Regions from separate parts of the Mus musculus genome. Here region 2 is linked to region 1. Evidence: chromatin contacts called from public HiChIP or PLAC-seq data. All regions are on one chromosome and are shown on one strand. The core of a region is the stretch at or near the end of the contact, and the rest is flanking DNA. Distances in the headings are between cores, read along the strand shown.

Evidence for each region. HiChIP or PLAC-seq counts read pairs in DNA pulled down with a chosen protein or histone mark.
Region 2: a contact with region 1 is called in an H3K4me3 HiChIP or PLAC-seq map of forebrain, with 2.9 times the contacts expected there. The contact joins the enhancer-like site here to the promoter of Unc13a in region 1. A contact is called at or near these places in 1 of 39 promoter capture datasets (the C10 cell line), 4 of 115 datasets of contacts at active chromatin or transcription factors (the 230-238 cell line, embryonic forebrain and forebrain) and 2 of 9 other capture datasets (liver and pancreatic islet).

The regions. Positions count from the first base shown.
Region 1 is chr8:71,669,837-71,674,802 of GRCm38.p6, reverse strand. It overlaps Unc13a (unc-13 homolog A), which reads left to right and starts at 3,046. Exons shown (of 44, transcript NM_001029873.2): 1 at 3,046-3,177. The coding sequence starts at 3,156.
Region 2 is chr8:71,985,888-71,990,798 of GRCm38.p6, reverse strand. It overlaps Cyp4f18 (cytochrome P450, family 4, subfamily f, polypeptide 18), which reads left to right. Exons shown (of 13, transcript NM_024444.2): 10 at 805-938; 11 at 1,028-1,092; 12 at 1,657-1,739; 13 at 2,062-2,317. The coding sequence ends at 2,239. Among named protein-coding and RNA genes, the nearest start is that of Gm51535, 16 kb to the left of the region's middle. Within about 2 kb of position 2,173, at least 152 of the 459 cell types and tissues checked have an H3K27ac peak or open chromatin away from gene starts, as enhancers often do. A contact at or near this core is called in forebrain and pancreatic islet, where this site is marked.

The sequences.
Region 1 (4,966 bases), core at 1,797-4,296:
CCACCACACCCGGCGAAACAAGTACTCATAAGAATTGGAGCCCTTGGGCTGGAGAGATGGCTCAGTGGTTAAGAGCACCGACGGCTCTTCCGAAGGTCCTGAGTTCAAATCCCAGCAACCACATGGTGGCTCACAACCATCCATAATGAGACCTGATGCCCACTTCTGGTGCATCTGAAGACAGCTACAGTGTACTTAGATATAATAATAAGTAAATCTTTAAAAAAAAAAAAAAAGAATTGGAGCCCTTAGGATTCCCGAGTTTGTAGGTTTGGATTCAAAAACACAAAGTCATTTGTTATAATCCCTCTTTTGCAGATGGCAAAACTGAGGCACCAAGAGTTGGGAGATATGGGGGTGGAATATTGGGAATGGAACCTAGGACACTGTGCAATCCAGTCCCCCCAACACACATACACTGTGGTATCCTAGGCAGCGGTGTGTAGGGGTTGAGTAAGACTGTCCCCTATAGGCTCATCAGGAAGAGGCACCATTAGGAGGCATGGTCTTATTGGAGGAAGAGTCACTGGGGCTTTGTAGTTTCAAATGCTTAAACTAGGCTCAGAGTTTCTGTCTTCTTGCTGCCTGTCGATCCAGATGGAGAAATATCATGTCTGCCTGGGCACTTCCAGGTTTCCATGGTGATAGTGGGCTAAACCTCTGAAACTGTAAGACAGCCCCAACTAAATGTTTACTTTTGTAAGAGTTTCCTTGGTCAAGTTCTCTTCACAGCAATAGAAGACTAAGATAGGATAGGGTCTGCCCCTGAGTCATGTCCAGCCAGTCACAAAATATTCTGGGTAAGACCTGAATGAGGCTCCTGTCCCAAACACTCTGTGCTCTAGGAAACTTCTGCCTTGTTCTAGGACAGAGATAGCTGGAGGTCAACCTGGCCTTACATAGATTTTTGAGGCTTAACAGGAGGAGCCCAGTAGGTTGTATGGAGGACAGTGAGCATGGCAGTATTGAAAACAGGAGCCGGGCTGGAGAGATGGCTCAGCGGTTAAGAGCACCGACTGCTCTTCCGAAGGTCAGGAGTTCAAATCCCAGCAACCACATGGTGGCTCACAACCATCCGTAACAAGATCTGACTCCCTCTTCTGGAGTGTCTGAGGACAGCTACAGTGTACTTGCATATAATCAATAAATAAATCTTAAAAACAAAAAAAAAAAAAAGAAAACAGGAGCCAAGGACACTAAAGGAAGGAGCTCAGGCTGCGAGGAGCTGGCTCACAGGTGGGAGTGGAGGCTGCGCAGCGCAAGACAGGAGGCTTAGCTGTCTGGGGCAGTTCACTCAGGGCCACCCCTATAAACAGTGAGGAGGAGTCTAGAATTTACACCAACACATAATTAGCTCAGCATGTGAGCAAGCATGAAGGTCACTCTGCAAAGGGGGAAGGGGGCAGGGGAATTGAGCATCTCAGTGGTTAGGAGTACTGGCTCCTCCAGAGGACCCAAGTTTGATTCCTAGCACCCACAAGGTGGCTCAGCACCACTGCAACCCCTGTGTCAGTGACCTGACACCCTCTCCTGGCCTGTGTGGGCACCAAGCACTGAGGTGGGACACAGACATACAAGCAGAACAGTCACAAATGTAAAATAAATGCAAATAAATTTTAATTAGAGCAGCAGAGGGCTGTGAAGATGGCTGGGTAGCTACCATGCTCCTGAGGTGCCTAAGGGAAGTGGAGGTGCCAGGGTGGCCGCCATTCTGTCTCCAAAGCCTACAGGAGGAGCTGCTGATACATACCTCCAGGCCCTTCTCCAGGAGCTGCCAGTCTAAGCTGTGAGCTTAGGGCCAGTAAGACACTGCTACCAACAGCTACAATGATGAATAAGTGACCTGTGCATGAGGAACAGCATCCAGGGTTGTTCACTGGGCTTACATGCACAGGTGTGTGTGCTCAGACACACTCACATACACACACACTATCAGATACAGACACATACACTCAGACACACAGATACACAAACACACACTCAGACATAAACACATACAGACACACTCATACACACACACTTATACAGACACAGACACACAAGCACAAACACACTCACATAGACACATACAGACACACTCACACACACAGACACATGGACACACACAAACATACTCACATGCACACACAGGCACATGCAAACTCTGTCTTACACACACACACACACACACATTCCACACATGGAAAAAAATCAAGAAGCTCTGCACAATATCCCAGTGAGCTCCTCCTGCCAAGCCTGAAGCCATGAATTCTATTCCTGGAACCCACATAGTGGAAAGAGAATCAAGTCTGGAAAGTTGCCTTCTGATCTCCATGGGCGCTGTGATATGTGTGTGCCTCATTTCTACACACATAAACAATGTAATGTATAAAAAAAATTTTAGATTTATTTTGCTTTCTGTGCATGTCTGTGGATGGTTGGGAGCTACCATGTGGGTGCGAGGAACAGAAGGCTGGGGTCTCTGGAAGACCAGCTGGTGCTCTTAACCTCTGGGCAGCTCTCCAGACCCAATAAACGTGTGTTTTTTGTTTGTTTTGGTTTTTAGAGATAGAATCTCACTATGCAGACTAGGATGGCCACAGACTCGCAGAGATCTATTACGTCCATGGCCCGCAAGAAGTAAAGTTATAAAATGGGCAGAGATATGTGCCTGTGGTAGAGTATATGCCTCATACGGGGAAGGTAAGGCACATGTCTCGCAAGTGTCAGTACCCGGATTAAAAAACAAACAAAAAAACCAATAAACAAACAGCTTCCTGCGGCACTGAAGATGGGGAATTGACAGCAAATAGCAGTTCTGTTACCCAGGAGAATGTAAAACAAGAGCACAGGTTAGGTGGCTCAGAGAGGAAATAGAAACGTGGAGACCTAGGTAGGTGGAGCACGGACAGAAATACTCATCGAGGCTGAGCCAGAAAGCAAAGGGCTTTGAAACAGATACGACCTGGCCTGGACTCCCCGCAGTTTACGAGCCCTTTAAGGCGTCTGCCCGGCCCCGCCCCGTCACGCGTCTCCGGCTCCGCCCACGCCGCAGCGTCAGAGCGCGTCAGGCGCTGTCCGCGCCCCCGGTGCTGAAGCGACATGGCCGGCGGCCGGGCCCCGGCATAAGCCCTGAGCCCCGCGCTGCACCCGCCGCGCTCTAGCCGCCTGGAGTCATGTCTCTGCTGTGCGTGGGAGGTAGGTTCTGCGTGGACGCGGGAAAAGTGCGGGGTGTGCGTGGATGAGCCGAGTCGGGCTGCACAGCAGGGGGACCCCCGGTGCGCGCTTCAGGGCGCACTTGGATCAGCCCTAGGTGCTCTTCCTGTCACTCACACGAGTGGATGAGGGACTCGGGGCGCCTGTGTAGACGGTTTATAGGCCCTGGTTGGGGCTGAGGAGACGGCGGACCGTGCGCGCGAGGGTGGGGCGTTTAGGGGTAATGGGCCCGGACTGAGCGTAGGAGCAACCTCTCCGATCCCCAGTATGCCCTAAACAGTGCAGCAGGCTCCGCGGAAGCTCGTGGCTCCCTCTTCGCCTCACCCCTAGGGCTGGAGGAAGGGAAGGAGATGTGGGGGAGCAGCTATTTTGGGGCCAAAACGCCATCTGCACCGAGGCCCACGCCCAGGCCCACGCTCCGCATTTGGAGAGTAGGGAGGGAATAACGGGAGAGGTGTGACCCCTGCACCCCTCGAAGTTCCGGGTGGGGCTAGGCACGGCTGCCAGGTAACTCTACAGCGGGAGACCTTGGGCGACCGACTGGCCATGTAGCGATGCGTGCCGATACCGTTGTGAGCTCTAGGTTTGGAGGGTGGGGGGTGAACCCCCTACTCCCTTTCCCCTTCCCACCTCCAGGAAGCTGTGTAAGGAAGAGGGCGAGTCTCCATCCCCTCAGAACCCAGGCGGCGGGAGACCTGGGCGGCGGTGTGCGGATTTGAGCTCCGCGGCTGTGTAGCCCTAGATGGCCCCGCCCCTCTGCCCCTCCCCCTCCCTGTCCCCCCCTCCCCCTCCGCTCGCTGCTCCATTCACAAACCCGGCCCAGCCCGCCCGCGCCCCGCGGTGCATCGCTCTAGTCTGTTGGACGCGGGTGTTCTTAAAGGAGCAGGAACTCTTTTCTCTGACCCTGTGCCTCGAAGGTTCCGACTGCCCAGGATTACTGGGTATCCGCGGCTTCCAGACCTGGGAAGTAAGCGGAGCTGAACGTGAAGGGGATCCTCACCTCGGGAGCTCCCTGAATCCCGTGTCCTCCCATCCTGCCTCCTGGGGCGGGGGGGGGGGGGCGCGTCACCCCAACTCTGACGCAAACCGGAGGCTCAGCTGTGGGGGTGGAGGGCGTGCAGCCTAAGAAAGGAGGCTTCCAGAAAGCCAGGCCCAGGAGACATTTGTACTGAATTCCCTGGATACCATGGTGGGCAGAACAGGGAATGAAGGGTAGGGCTCTGGGGAGAGGAAACAGGCAGAGAGGTAGGGAGGTGCAGGTGGGGCCTGAGTGGGGCGCTGGGCGTGGTAAAGCTGGGCCTGGAGGTGTCCAGTGGACCTGAACTCACCCTCACAGTCAGGGAACACCTTCATTCCAACCACCCACGACCCTCCCCACGGACGCTTTATGGCTAGGGCTGCCATTGGATATATGGGGGCTCCAGGCTCCTCTGCAATGGAAGCTTCCATGTTGCAGATACAGATCTAGATTGTACACACAGGATGCTAAGGAACGTTTAGTATATACACATAGATAGGCAGGAGCTGAGGCTCAGTATGCATAGTGCTTGCTACAGTGCTCATAGCTCAGTTGGTACAGTGCTCATAACTCGGTTGGTATAGTGCTTGCAGCTCAGTTGGTACAGTGCTCATAGCTCAGTTCAAACAGTGATGCCCAGGATGCACAAAGGCCTGTGTTTCATCCCCAGCACTGCATACATCAAACCTGTCAGCACATGCCAATCACCTCAGAACTTGGGAGGCATCGGCAGGGACTCAGGAGTTGAGGCCA
Region 2 (4,911 bases), core at 924-3,423, 320 kb before region 1:
CTGTTTTGTATTTTGGTTTCTTTCTCTTTTTTTTTTCCCAGAATGAATAATTTTTATGCAACTTGTTAAATTAACATTTATTTTTATTTTAAAATTATATATGTGTATGTGTGGGAGTATTTGTATGTGAGTGCAGAGTCTGCAGAGGTCGGAAGAGTGAGTCAGAGCCTATAGAGTTAGTGTACGGGGCAGTTGTGAGCTGCCTGTAGTTTCTGGGAATTGAACTCGGGTCCTCTTAAACACTGAGCCAGCTGTCCTGACCATTTGTTAACTTTTATACCATTGGCATTACATTTTTGTTTCCTCAGGATAAACATTTTAAAGTCGCCTGGCTAACCTTTCTTTGGTACTCTTAATTATCTGATTTAAAAAGCTTTCGATTAATTAATAAGTTAGTCATTAAGAATGACACAATTAAACTATTAGTCAGTAAGCTAACCAACTATTAATTAATAATGAATTTTTTTTTTTCAGACAAGAGTACCATTGTGGCTGGACTGGAACTCATAATCCTCCTGTCTCTGTCTTTCCATTGTTGGGAATTCTGTTTCTGTTTTTGTTTTTAAATTACATTAATTAATTAATTAATTAATTAATTAATTAATGTCTCTCTTGGAGATTGAACTCATTTTCAGACTTACTGACAGCTGATTTTCCTCTCTGAACCATTTGGTCAGCCTGTGTTTTTCCAATTCTCATGTACTTCATCCATCTTAGCACTTAAAACAGGGAGGTTTCACTGGGTCACAGAGGAGTTGAAGTTCTCTCATTTTTGATCTGGTTAACTATTCCCCCCCCCCTCAGGGACGACCTGGCCCAGCTGCCATTCCTCACCATGTGCATTAAGGAGAGCCTACGGCTGCATCCTCCCGTCACTGCAATCTCCCGATGCTGCACTCAGGACATTGTGCTCCCAGATGGTCGGGTCATCCCTAAAGGTGCCCGAAACATCAGGGAGGAGGGAAGGTTCTGGGCAGACAGTGGATCCAGGTTGCAGCAGTTCTTCATTGCTTCATTTCCCCCACAGGTGTCATAAGCCGAATAAGTATTTTCGGGACACATCACAATCCAGCTGTGTGGCCAGACCCGGAGGTGCTGTCCCTCTTAATTCTTTGTTATAGGCTGGGATTCTCAAGAGGACGGTCTTTTTGTTTGTTTGTTGGCTAAGGTCTCATGTAGCTCAGGCTGGCTTCAACTTAACCTGTAGCCAAGGATAACCATAAACTTCTGATCCTCCTGCTTCCACCCCCTCAGTGTTGGGATGAGAGGTGTGCAGAACCACGCCTGGTTTATGTGGTGCCTGGGATGGGATCCAGGGCTTTGTGCCTGCTAGGTAATTGCTCTTTCAACTTAGCTACCTCCCCAGCCCCAGTCATGGGTTTTATGAAGCAGGGTGTCAGGTATCCCAGGCTAGCCTGGAAGTCCTTACACAGGAGTTGACCCAGAACCCTTGATCCTCCTGCCTCCTGCTGCTGACAGGTTTGCAGCCATCAGTTTTATGCTGGTGCTGGGATGGAATCCAGGGTTTACGACTACTCCTCATTGCATCCCAGGAGGTAGATAAATCAACTCTGACCTTCCATGCACACTGAGGACTCTGCTCTTGGCTACGCTGGCAATTGGTTCTCACCCGCCATGATTCCATGTCCCCTGCAGGTCTATGACCCCTTCCGCTTTGATGCCGACAACGTCAAGGGCAGGTCACCCCTGGCTTTTATTCCCTTCTCGGCTGGGCCCAGGTGAGGCTAGGACTGAGGGGCAGGGGCCTCGGGCTGACTGTGAGGACGGGGGAGTTGGGGTTTTTTGGAGGTTAGCGTTTCCTCCCTACCTCCCTGCACAGAATTGTGCAAAGGTTTGGGAACCAGGGAGGGGAAGGTGAAGAGTCCTCTGTGCTCAGAATCCCGCCCTGGCCTTTTCGGCTATTGATCAAGGCTTGGCTCTGAGGATGTCTACGTCCTTGCGTGGTCCCAGAAACCTCAGACTCGGGCCAGGTTCTAGTGCTGTGTTGGTCCTGGGTAGGGTCTTGGGCACAGTCAGAGTTCCCACCCCGCCCTCCTGCAGGAACTGCATAGGACAGACTTTCGCCATGAGCGAGATGAAAGTAGCTCTGGCGCTGACTCTGCTGCGCTTCCGCGTTCTGCCGGATGACAAGGAGCCCCGCAGGAAGCCGGAGCTGATCCTGCGCGCAGAAGGCGGGCTGTGGCTGAAAGTGGAGCCGCTCAGCGCAGGCGCGCAGTGATCTCTGAGCTGGCGTGGGACTCTCCTATCCATCCACCCACCTGTGCCTTTCCAGGAATAAAATTTTCTTGTCACCTTGTCTGAGCCTCACCAAACATCCAGGTTACATGCCTCATGTGAGCCACAGGGAGCCATGAAAGGTGTTTGAGTGGTAGAGGGATTTAAGGGACATGAAAATTAATATTGTCATTCAGGAGGCAAGGTACACCTGTGAGCGATAATCTGGATAAATCAACTGAAGTGGAATGATCAGTCCTAATCCTTACTGTAGGTGGCGCCATTACTAGGTTTGGGTTCTGGGTTGAATTAAAAAAAAAAAAAAAAAAAAAAAAGACAAGAAAGCGTGGCTCAGATTAGAGGTGGCTCTTCCCACCTCAAATGTTCTAATCAAGAAAATTGCCTTAGAGATGTGCCAAACAGCTTGGGTTTTAGTTAATTACAGATGTAGTCAAATGAAAACCAAGAATGGCCACCATAGCTAGACTACTAACCCTTCCCAAACATTTCCACCAAATGTGAGAGCAAGGACATGAGCTTAGGGGTCATCCTCATTCAAATCGCCACAGTCCCTTACCTTTTGAGGATGTAGCATTACAGCAACTGGGCATGCGAATTAGTCAGGATTCTCTAAAGCCACAAAACAATGGGATGTCTCTATATATTAAGAGGATTTATTGGAATGACTTACAGTCTGTAGTCCTGAGAGGCCAAATCTTTTAAGTTTAGACTCCATTTTAGAGAACCTGACCTAAGTTTCAACTCAGGTCAACTGACAGGCTGGTACCTAGCATTAGTTTCCAAGCTGCCACCAACAAAACCCGAGCCTAGCTCCAGTCTCTAGGCTGATCCCCACAAGACCAGCGTCTCCAGGTTATTCTCCCAACAAACCTACAACCCCAGGTTACAAGCCCACTCCCTGCTCAATGATCACCAATGCAGAGGGAAGCAGAAATTAGGTTTATAATATAGTTCCCAACACCAGCCAATTGTGTTAAAGGCTACAGCAGCTTTCCAATTAGATGCTTGCACACTCCACCCCCTTGCTGCTTACTATTAAGCCTTGCCCCGATAGATATTCAAGGCTCCTCCACCACCAAAACCTTCCTGAGTGACAATGGTGCATTGGAGGGGCCTGAGCTAGCTCGAATAGAATAAAGACCCTGCTGTGATCGGCTTATGTCTGTGTTTTGGGAGTTCAACCCTTCCCTGGCACAACAGTCCAACTAACCTAACAATGGGCAGCTGTGAATGGGAAGTCTAGTTGTTGCTCAGTCCCACAAGGCTAGGTGTTTCAGCTGGTCTTCTCTATAAGCTGGAGTCATGAAGTACACTCCAACAGATGTGCTGGCAAGTAAGTGCAGGCAGGCAAAGAAGGAACGCAGGCATAAATATTTGCAACCTATTTTTAATAAGGGTTTAACCTCTCCTTTAGCCCACCACCCAGCATAGGGAGTGAAAGAGAAAAGTTACTAGAATATGGGGAAGTGGACCTGTTCAGCAATAGTTCTTTGGGGGCAAGCTTAATCTTCTTGGGCAGCAGTTCAGTCCAGTAGCAAACACCAAATATGACCCAGCAGCAGCTGCAGACCAGTCCTCTCGGCAGGCAGACACCAGGCACAAACCACCAGCTACAGTCCAGCCCTTTCAGCAAGCAGACACCAGGCAGCTGTAGTTTAATCCTAAAGAAATCGCCAGGCTTGCCAACTGGCTTAAGGTAAGGCCACAGAAGCACCAAGCTGCCACAGGAACCTCAGGAGCGGTTCTTTGGTGAGTTTCTCTCAATGGCAGTGTCACCACAAGCTGAGCTCAACAATGCTATGTAAAGTGAACATGTGTGTCTTTGGCAAAGAACAGTGAGGCAGAGCAAACCGAATCAAAGCTCAGTGCTCATCTCGCACTGTCTGTGGGGTCATAATTATACTCCGTCATCAAGTGTCCTTTCATGTGACTGCTATAGCCAAACATCCTTTCACCTGTGTGCCCCAGCAAAACATCATTTGGCATAACTGACTTTCTAAAGAACTAGAAGTTTCCACTTCAAAGGAAGCCTCACTTTTCCCCATTGTTCTTATGCAGACTTCCAGCAGAAGGTGAGGCCCAGATTAAAGGAGTGTACCACCATACCTGGACCTAAATTGTTCTTTACTTGGAATTTGCCCTGTCCCAGGGTGACCTTGAACTCAGAGATATGCTTGCCTTTGTCTTCAGGGATTAAAAGCATGTGCCACCTTGCCTGGGCCTAAACTTTTCACGGCTTCAAGATTCAGATCAAAAGTCTGTGTTTTCTAGCCTCGAGATCTGGATCACAGGTGTGCCCTCCATTTCTTGATTGTAGTTCATTCCAGATGTAGTCAAGGTGACAATGAGGAATAGCCATCGCAGCACATAACCAAGGAAAAGGGCATGTCAAAGCCTCTGCATTAGACAGGAAAGCTCACAAGGGCTCATCTGGGGTTCATTTGCCCCCAGGACAGAGGGCTTTGGCCAGTCCAGACTGTAGAGGACAGATGGCCCCTTCCAGCTCTTGCTGTCCCTTTGTTGGCTCCTCTCAGTTCTATCTGTGATTCCTTCTGCCCTCAGAGACCTGCCCATTTCCTCCCTGGGTCTCTGATGTTACATGCTGGCCAGGCATGGCTGACAGCTCTCATTGTATGCCCAGGGCCTTCATGAATG